Regions from separate parts of the Anser cygnoides genome. Here all the other regions are linked to region 2. A link is a contact called in public Hi-C data. All regions are on one chromosome and are shown on one strand. The core of a region is the stretch at or near the end of the contact, and the rest is flanking DNA. Distances in the headings are between cores, read along the strand shown. Region 1 holds the start of ERI1 (exoribonuclease 1). Region 2 holds the start of LOC106046070 (probable E3 ubiquitin-protein ligase HERC3). Region 3 overlaps FAM13A (family with sequence similarity 13 member A).

Region 1 (3,332 bases), core at 624-3,123, 140 kb before region 2:
GCTCCCTGTGCAGCCAGGGCATGGGGCCAGGTGGAGTCCCGTTGTCCCCGCACCCTGCCAACAACACTGGCTTTCAAACCTGCTTTGCTGGTTGCAAACACCAGAGCAATAGGGATATCTGCTCTTCCTTGTTGTACAGAAAGCACATATTGGTTGGTCAAGACAAGCAGTGTCTTTAAAAAACAAAAGAAAAAAAAAGTAGGGATCTCAAAAGGACTTTGGAGCATATGTGTCACTGCCAAGCCCCCAGGAGCCTTTGTTATGCTCTCCTGCAGGCTTCTGGCAGTAGGTTTGACTGCAAATGCTCAGAAACGTTTTTTGGCTTCCTCAGTAAATGTGCCCAGGCCTGCCTGGAGGTGGGGCCTGGCTGATGCTACCGGGAAACGATGCTGTTACTTCTGCTGGTGGCTAATGCAGCAAAACCGTTTGGGTGAGCTTTCTATCTGGGTGGCTTTCCTTACAGCCGTAGGTTGACAAGTGCATTTTACTCTCTTTCACATTCTTTTGCAGGTTTCAGTTGTTTCCACTCACACACGTGCTCTTGTAATCACCAAGATTTGTGTGCCCGTAGGGTCTGGCCAGGATCAGAGTGGATGAGGGATGCCAGCCAACATGACCCTCCCTAGGATTCTGGGACTCCCCTTTATAGCTGACAGTGAACTAGTGTTTGGACAAGCCTTTTGTACCCGTCAGGATCGTTGGCTCTTACAGGGTGGCCATATGCACAGGGTCTGGCCAACATCAGTCCCCATCAGACTGATGCCTAGCTTCTGCTCTGGCTGGATCTCCTTGTGAGTTTCTCCTGTCCATGCACCAGGCTGCAGGTTCAGGCATTGCATCAGGGCTGCTGGGTTTCTTCACCACATCCCTGTTCCTGAATTGAGCCAGAGCTTTTAGAAGCATTGCTAGCAAATAACTCGTGAAATCATCAAGAGATTTGGAGTTGAGCTGACAACCTGACCTGTTTCAATGAATCTATGAGCACGGAGTCCCTTGTTTGGTTTAATATCTTTGTACTATTGCCCACTCCAACAAGGCATTGAGTCAGCAATGTGCCACTAAAGCGGCTAACGGTACTCTGGGCTGCATTAGGCAATCTGTTGCCAGCAGGTCAAGAGAGGTGATGTATCCACTCTGCTGAGCATTGGTGAGGCTGCATCTGGGGTGCCTAGTCCAGTTTGGGCCCCGCAGTACAGGACAGATACGGGGTTGCTGGAAAGAGTCTGGTGTAGGGCCACAAAGATGATGAAGGGACTGGAGCACATCTTCTATGGGGAAAGGCTGAGGGAGCCGGGGCTGTTCAGCCTGGAGAAAAGGAGGCTCTGGGGGGATCTTGTCACCATCAATACCTAAAGGGAGGGCGCAAAGAGGACAGGGCCAGGCTCTTTTAGGTGGTGCCTAGTGCCGGAACAAGAGCCGGTGGGCACGAACTGGAGCACAGGGGGTTCTGTCTGAACAGCAGGAAGGATTTCTGTGACGTGTGGGTGACGGTGCACTGCAACACCTTGCCCAGAGAAGCTGTGGAGATCTTCAAGATCCTCCTTGGAGATCTTCAAAAGCCACCTGGGATGTGGTCCTGGGCAACCTGATAGAGGTGAGCCTGCCTGAGCAGGGAGGTTGGGCTAGGTGACACCCAGAGGTCCCTTCCAACCTCAACCATCCGGTAATCCTGTGAAGAAACTTCTGGGGAAGCTTTTTATCTCTTGGGTTTAGGGCATGCCACGTTTGTGAGGCCAGCAGGTCGCGTTGTTACCGCGTTGCTACCGCTCGGAGCACCAAGGCGAAGGGCCGGCGGCACCCCACAGCCTGACAGGATTTGAGGCCGCCCCCGCTCCCCTCAGGGGCTGGCAGACGGGAGCGGGGCCGCGCCTCACCCGCTCTCCCCGCCCCGGGGGCGGCCCCGCCGCTCCGCCCGCCTCCCCGGGCACTGCCGCCGCCGCCGCCGCCATGGAGGAGCAGCAGGAGGAGCAGAAGGAGAACCGCCCGCAGCCCGCCCGCCCGCAGCCGCCGCCCGCCGCCCGCCCGCCGGTGAGCCCCGGGCCGGGGGGACGGGGCCGGGGCCGGGGCCGGTCGGGGCGGGCGGTGCGGCCGCTGCCGCCACCCAACATGGCGCATGCGCGGAGCCCGCCCCGCCGCGCTGCCGTTGTGGTGATTCGGGCGCCCGGCCGGCAGGCCTCAATGTTAATATTTTTTTTTTTTTACCTCTCTATAAGCTAGTTAAGCACTCGGTTTGGTCACGAGTGGAACGGTGCGGTGTTTTAATGTGTTTACATACCAAAACTATGCATAAAATCCACCATCCGTTTTGACTTTCAGATCTTTTTTTCCTCCCAGGGCAAGCAGCACAGCGGGGTGGGCGATCAAGGAACTAAGGGGAAAAGCCCAGCTTCCAGTCAGAGTGACTTCAGCGACCCCGTGTACAAGGAAATCGCCATGACCAATGGCTACATCAACAGAATGACCCGAGACGAGCTTAGAAGTAAACTTGCAGAGTTCAAACTTGAAACCAGGTCAGGCCAAGTCTCAGCCCTTCTGATTTACCCTTGAGCATGATTATTTTAAGGTTTAAACACGCGCCACAAAGTGAAAAGGAGACATGCCATCAACCCCTAGGTGTTCTATGTGCGGTCTCGATGGAGCTTTTCTTGTAGGGTTAGCGGATGTGATACTGCTTAACGTGGTCTCAGATGTGCCTCAACTGGTAATGCAGACATGAAGAAATGTGTAACTAAGTCACACCTCGCCACGTGTTTGTACAAGGGGGAAAGGCAGGTCTGGAGAACGGCATGGGTTCTCGGGCGGCACTGCAAACCTGGAGCGGTGAGAAGCCCACTTCAAAAAAAAATCTTATTTACCAGTATGGCTGTGATGTTGGCTAAAACCTCTGTCGTGGTAGGTCTGGGAATGTCATCGATGCAGAGAACAGTTAGGCTTAGGTGGGCTGCTTGCTAATCTGACAGGGTGTGAGAGAATACTGGGAGTAGGTGAATGTACGGTAAGCTGAGCTTGTGCTCAGGGAGGAGGAAGAGGAAGGGGCTAGGCTTACAGAGAGTGGTTCCTGCTGCATAGGAAATACGGAAGTCAGCTGGGAAAAACAAAGTGTGTTTCTGTTGGCAACAGTAATAAGGGAGTAGCGGTGGTATTTGGGAGTCAGCAAAGTCAGAAGTTGGAGCTAGGATGCTCTAAAGGCAGGAGGAGTACAAAGGATGCAATGGAATAAGGCTGGAGGGAAAAGTCGAGCTTTCCAGAGAAGATGAAAACTAGGAGAAATAATGCCCAGACAAAAAAGACAGAAGGAGCAGAGATTCATTTGGAAAGCAAAAAGGCAGGGG
Region 2 (3,019 bases), core at 62-2,561:
TGTGTTCAGCTTTGGGCCCCTCACTGCAAGAAAGCTATTGAGGTGCTGGAGCATGTCCAAAGAAGGACTGTGAAGCATGGTTTAGTGGTAGACTTGGGAGTAGGAACTGATGGTATTAGAGGTCTTTTCCAAACTTAATGATTCTATGATTCTGTGATTCCTGTGCCTCTTCTTGTAGCAACTTTCTTCCTTTGGGAGGACTCGTTAGCTCATGCTTTGGTGCAGAGGGACCTCCAGTGTCCCTTTGCGGCAGATGCTTTGGCCTCACAGGCCATAGCTTGCTATTTCTTTGTCAAAAGACCTTCCTATGTATCATGGAAGGAGATGAGGTCCCCGCAGTGTTGCAGGCAACAGGCTGGGAAAGACACGTGCTGTTTGCTCCCCTGTGGGGAGAAGGCAAGCCCAATTGTGGGACTGCTTTTGCTCAAGGACCCAGGTGTACTTGGACGATGGGGAACTGCGGTGTGTACCGTGAGTGACTTTCACCTTCGTGGATGTAGCTCCAAAAGGAAAGAAAGAGCTTTAGTGACTGTCCTTTTCCTCTCCTCCCCTCAAGTCTCTTCATTCGTGTGCCTCTGCCTGGAGCTCCTTTGCTGTCTTTGGAGGACAGATTATCTCATCTTTTGGTGCAGAGGGACTTCACTGTGCTTTTGCGGTTCGTGCTTTGGTGTCCCAAGCCTCACAGTACTGCCCTGGTTAATGCTGAGTGCTGCAGGACCTGGGTTGGGCCCTGCCCTGGACAGCATCGCCCCAGTCCTGTCAATGGTCTATGTCCTATGTCTCCACCCTGTCGTTATTTTTCACCATATTGACTCTCTGTGCCTTTTTGTTCACTCCATTCTGCTTCATTTAAATGTATCATATTAAACACTTCTGTTGTCTCAGTAATTATTTTTTTCTGCAGCATTTCACTCAACGCCAGTAAGAATCTGTAAAATCACGTCCTTAGTGCTACTTTCACAGCATGCCTTACCCCTGCTATGCTCCCCGTCTGTGCTCAGCATTCAGCAGCAATGATTTTTTTTAAGCATTCAGTTCACCAGTTAAAGGTATTGGGAATACAATGAAGATGCTCTTATGTCTTTCCATGCATTTGATCCCTAACACGGGTATCATTTATTGTACAAGGTGGCCCTGCGCGTGTTCTCCTTTAGAGGCAGGGGGAGATTTAGCAGACAGCAGGAGAGAATATGTGAGAATGGAAACCCTTTCGAGCACAGATCCCCGTTTCCCAGCTCAGCGCCTCCAAGCGTCAGCATCCCGGGAACCTCCCCAGCTGCTGGAGCTCCCGGGTTTCGCTTTCGGTTTCGTTTCCCGGCCGGGCCGGGGCTGGCTGGGGCGGGGAGCAGGCATAAAGGAGCTGCCTCGGGCTCAGCCTAGCGGTAGCAGGCTGCTTGCTGGCACGGCATGGCCGGGGGAAGGAAAAAGCAGCGGCAGCGGCAGCGGCAGCGGGCCGGAGAGCAGAAGCGCAGCCCCCAGCAGCGGCCGAAGGCAGCGGGAGGTGCGGGGGGGAACCGGCGGCGTACCGGGGGTGGGGGGGTCGGGGACCCCGCCGGGAGCCAGGGGTTGGGGAGGAGACGGGGGTGATGGGGAGAGATGCCCCTGCCTGACTGCACGCTGTGGTTAAGCTGGGGAGGTGAGAAAGGTGGGCGGTGGGGCAGCCAAGGTGTGAATTTTACTGCTTCTCCAGTGTCTTGTAAAACATCTGACTTCGAGACAACCTGTGCCCAAGCGTGTGACAAATCTAGGGCAGTCAGATAACTCAGCAAGAGCCTTTTTTCCCCAGGACACTCTCCACAGCCGTGCAAAAGTAAGTGTACTTCTGCTGACGTGTCAGTGATTGTTTTCAGAGCCTGTATCTGAGAGATGGCGAAATGTCTTCTAGTGACAGCCAGGAGAGTGGCTGGTGGACAACAAAGTAGTGCACAGGACACTGAAGCTCTGAGTGACCTGAGAAAATATTGCCTAAGCTTGCTGCACTTCTTCCCAAGGAGCAGAAAATCTCAGTGAAAGCAGTAGCACACAGAGATACTGGGGAGGGAGCAGAGATGGTTAAGGTGCCTGCTTCCTGCCATGTCTGTCTTTATTTGTTCTGTAGAAGATGTGCAGTTGCAGAGAAAGGAGGGGGTGAAATGTTCAAACTGTGATGAAACACATACGCTCCTTCTCTCCTGTGATGGGAAGCTTTCCGAACACTGGGCTACGTCTTCGGATAACTGCTTTAAGCCAAGGTAAGAAGCTTTTGCAGGGTGAAGGTATGTATTGCAATGGTCAGAGAACGTCCTCCTTTTCCTAAAGGTAACATTCAAGAAACTCAGGCATGCTCTTACTGTAAAAAGGAAACAAGAACACTTGCATTCCTAAAACTCAAAACTTTCTCTTCTTTTTTAACCAGCAAGAAATGTTCTGATTTTGAGGGTAACACTAAGATCTGAGCTGTTTGAGATACTGACGGTACAGGTTCCTCTCAAAACTTAGTAAGGATAAGTAGATTTACCAGTTTGCAAATGACATGCAAACTACATGTGGCTTAGGAAAGCTGTGTGTGAAAGACCCAGGCCCACATAAACCTTGCCACCTTCTGATTAATCTGTGAGGGTAACCAGCATCTACAAATGACATAGCAGTATGCTTATGGAATTTGCTGCTAGTTTGCCCAGGGATGAGACTGATTCTCTTTCAGCTTCCTCTGGTGCAAACCACAATCAGATCAGTTAGTGCAACTGAAGGAAGCTAGTATAAGAGCAGGGTGAATCAACTGAGAGATGACCAATATTTTTCTATGTAAATACTGCTAAACATCCTAGGACGTGGTGAGCAGAGGATCCTCTTTTTTTTTACTTAGTCTCATGGCAGAGCATCTGTTTTGATTTGGTATTTTTTCCTAATCTTCGTAGGCTGGTGGAAGAACTGGGAAACCGAGAAATTGTTCAAATAGCCTGTGGGGACCATCACTCCATGGCGCTGTCCAGAGGTAGTCTCTTTTATGCACACCTTTTCTCCAAATGGGAGTCCCATT
Region 3 (3,079 bases), core at 196-2,695, 200 kb after region 2:
AGCTCAAACAGATTTCTGTACAGGAGCTACCGATTACTTCCAAATGAGTTTTCTGAAAGAAGTATCTTTCAGTCATCCAGGGCTTTCACTGGTCTGCAAGCACGGCCCATTTTGCTTGGGCAGGCACAGCCCTGTTCTCCAGCAAAACTGCAGCCACAGAACAGATTGCAGTGGACAATTTTGACCCCAGGATCCCCTGCGAAAAGCAACGTTCATATTTGTCAAGCACTCTGAGGAGACCAGTCAACACAAAGATCATTACCAGTGTGTCCCTAGCCTGTACTTGCTACACATCTCCAATCAACACCATTTACAGATGGAGGCCCTTCTCAACTCCCAGTGTCACTGCGCTTCTTCAAGGGTAGAGAGAGGAGGTCAGGACGCAGCAGACTGTCCATAGGATACGCTACGTGATGTTTTCTGGAACTGCATAGTCTTGGAATTACTCTGAATATTTATATAAACAGCATTGCGTCAGGATTTAGGGGCAGCATGCACATTTCACACTGCTGTTGCACAGGCTTCTGGTAGCATGCCAAACCAGCTGTGTGGACTTCCTGAACTACCAACGTATCACATTTCTCTTTTTCAATAAAGGGCAGATCATTTACTCTTTGGTTTGGTAATGTGGACTATACCCTGCTTTAAAAAGGATTACAATCTCAGGTAAGATTTGTAGTTTTCACTCCAGCTATTTTTAACTGGGGGAATCACTCCCTAACATTTTTTATAGGAAGGAAAGTAATTGTGTATTATTCTCAGGCCAAACTTTTAGCTGATTTAAAAGATGCTGATACCAAACCCTGAAAATATTCCAAAGGAATTCTAAAATAATTACAAAGCTTCAACAGGAGGGAATACAGAGGTTGTAACAGAGTTTGTAACTGCCTTCACTGTAGACATAGAGTGAAGTGGCTCCAGATTCAAAGTTATTTTTTAATAACCTGTTGGCTCAGAAACACCTTGACCTACTTTCTTCATAGTTTACAAAAAGAACACTCAGGCATGCTTGCTGTTGGTACCATTTTGCAACAAATACCCTTGCACATACTTTGATAAGTGAATAGATAATTCTGCCAATCCTGCACAGTTGGTTGATCATTTAACTGTAAACACAGTCTCATCTACCACTGAAACTAATCTGAACCCTACGAAAGTAATCAGTGCCTTTCAGAGCAATTTATGATACATTTTCCAGCACATGAAAAAAAACAACTGATTTTTCTTCAAACTTAACCAAAACCTTCCCCTTGCCATAACAGCTAACCCTAATAAAAAATATAATGGAACTAGAACTAGAGATTATTGTACAATACATGCAAACTTAACTGTAAAGGTACATCACAGCTAAACAGACTTTTGGAGAACCAGGTTTGTGATTTACACCAGTAACTTTTTTTTGAAACAACAAAGCTTGGTGGCTAAGTCTGCTAAGTATGGATATGTATCTCATTTCCATAGAAATCACTGGGGGAATTTTCTATTTCCTGTGGGAAGCAAGAATGAATGAGACTTTCCACAAACAGCACAGTTCACAAAGTACATCAATAGTTTCTGGCGCAATACAGTGATATGACCTTTGTGGGACAGGGATGCAGAACAGGGAACGTGCAACTTATACAAAATTTCCACTTAAAGTGATTTAAGTGAAGGAACATAATCAAATGCATCTCATGAGTCAGACATGGTTAAATCTAAGAGATCCAAAAGAAAGCACAGCTATGACCAAAAAAATTTAAAAAAGGGACTTTCTGAAACAACGGCACCTTCCTACCCAGCACTTCCTGAACCCTGTCCTTGGGCCCCAGACAACTTTACTAAATGATATTTTACAGAGAAAGGTATTTTACACAGCCCACATACAACCTGTTTATTACTTTATTGACTGCACTTAGGGAAAGGCAGAGTTCTTCTCCAGCACACCCTTAACAGTCTGTAGAGCCCCAGACAGGAAAGGAAGAGAAAACATGGTTGTGTTCTCCCTGCTCCAGGCAATAACTAAACTTCATCTCCACTGCAGGCCAAAAAAAGTGGGAGGAAAACCTGAGGACAACAGTGTGAAAACTTTGCACTGTCTTCCACTGGGGATCTGTTCAGAGGATGTTCCTCTACATCGTTCCTCCTCTACATGTATCCTATTTGCCTGCTTTACTGTAAAGAGCATATCTCTAGTAACATGTACCCACTCACTTCGCAGCTTCTTAGGAAGACAGCAATAAGAGGCATCAACTGCCTGCAGCAAAAGAACTCCCACTGCCCCAAATGGTCCAGGAACAGGGCCAACCACCGTCTAGTCTGCATAACAATACGGACTAATACGGATGGATTAGATCAACAAATCATTTAGGCAAACAGCTGTGCAAGTTTCAACTTTCTAAAGCTGAAGTGATGTTCTTCCTTACAGATTATCTACTACTTAAAGGTTAAAAAAACATGCTATGATTGGTACATTCTATGCTATGATTGGTAAAGTCTGTTGTTACTTGCAAACTGGCTTGTTTCTAATGGTCAATCACATCCCTCAGTGAGAACTGGAAATTTAGACAATATGTGCTTTGGGGCTCAGTGGATAATAAACGTGATTAGCAGATGACGTTGTTATAATATTTCAGAGTCCATTAGAACGAAATTCCAAGTAATCACCCTAGCAAAACAGAAGCAAACCTGTGTCCTAGAGAGACTGCAGTTATTGTCTACAAGCTTGCTCTAACAAACCAATTGATAATTTCAGTTTATATTTTGCAGATATAACTGGATTGGAAAAGCATAAATAGTCCAGATTTTACCAAATATGCAAGAAACAGTTTTCTCTCTTTTCTAACGCCATTGTGATTTCTGCCAAGACTCAGAGTTGCACATCTGGGAGACGCCTGGGAGCAGATTAAAGCTAAAGTCAAAGGAAATACAGAACAAAGTATGTAAGCTAAGAAACAGAGAGTACTGCTTATGATGTCTGCATAAAATTCTCCCGAAAGAAAGCACACTGAAGGATGGAAATTTTTACCTCTCACTTACCCTGGTAAAGCTGAATGAACTTGGGCTGTAAGGCAGAGCTGATAATCCCATCTGGCAACTCTCT

The links. Hi-C and Micro-C count contacts between places; a contact is called where the count stands out from the background.
Region 1: a Hi-C map of liver shows a contact between it and region 2, with 4 times the contacts expected there. The contact joins the promoter of ERI1 here to the promoter of LOC106046070 in region 2. A contact is called at or near these places in 4 of 7 Hi-C or Micro-C datasets (fetal liver, granulosa cells and liver).
Region 3: a contact with region 2 is called in a Hi-C map of liver, with 4 times the contacts expected there. The contact joins the enhancer-like site here to the promoter of LOC106046070 in region 2. A contact is called at or near these places in 2 of 7 Hi-C or Micro-C datasets (both in liver).

Annotation. Positions count from the first base shown.
Region 1 is chr4:68,679,199-68,682,530 of Taihu_goose_T2T_genome, forward strand. ERI1 (exoribonuclease 1) reads left to right here and starts at 1,874. Exons shown (of 7, transcript XM_066996347.1): 1 at 1,874-2,028; 2 at 2,335-2,510. The coding sequence starts at 1,948.
Region 2 is chr4:68,815,954-68,818,972 of Taihu_goose_T2T_genome, forward strand. LOC106046070 (probable E3 ubiquitin-protein ligase HERC3) reads left to right here and starts at 1,312. Exons shown (of 23, transcript XM_048052142.2): 1 at 1,312-1,501; 2 at 2,099-2,231; 3 at 2,898-2,974. The coding sequence starts at 1,408.
Region 3 is chr4:69,016,281-69,019,359 of Taihu_goose_T2T_genome, forward strand. FAM13A (family with sequence similarity 13 member A) reads right to left here. Exons shown (of 21, transcript XM_048052161.2): 3 at 3,016-3,079. Among named protein-coding and RNA genes, the nearest start is that of FAM13A, 7.4 kb to the right of the region's middle. Within about 2 kb of position 1,446, at least 2 of the 3 cell types and tissues checked have open chromatin away from gene starts, as enhancers often do. A contact at or near this core is called in liver, where this site is marked.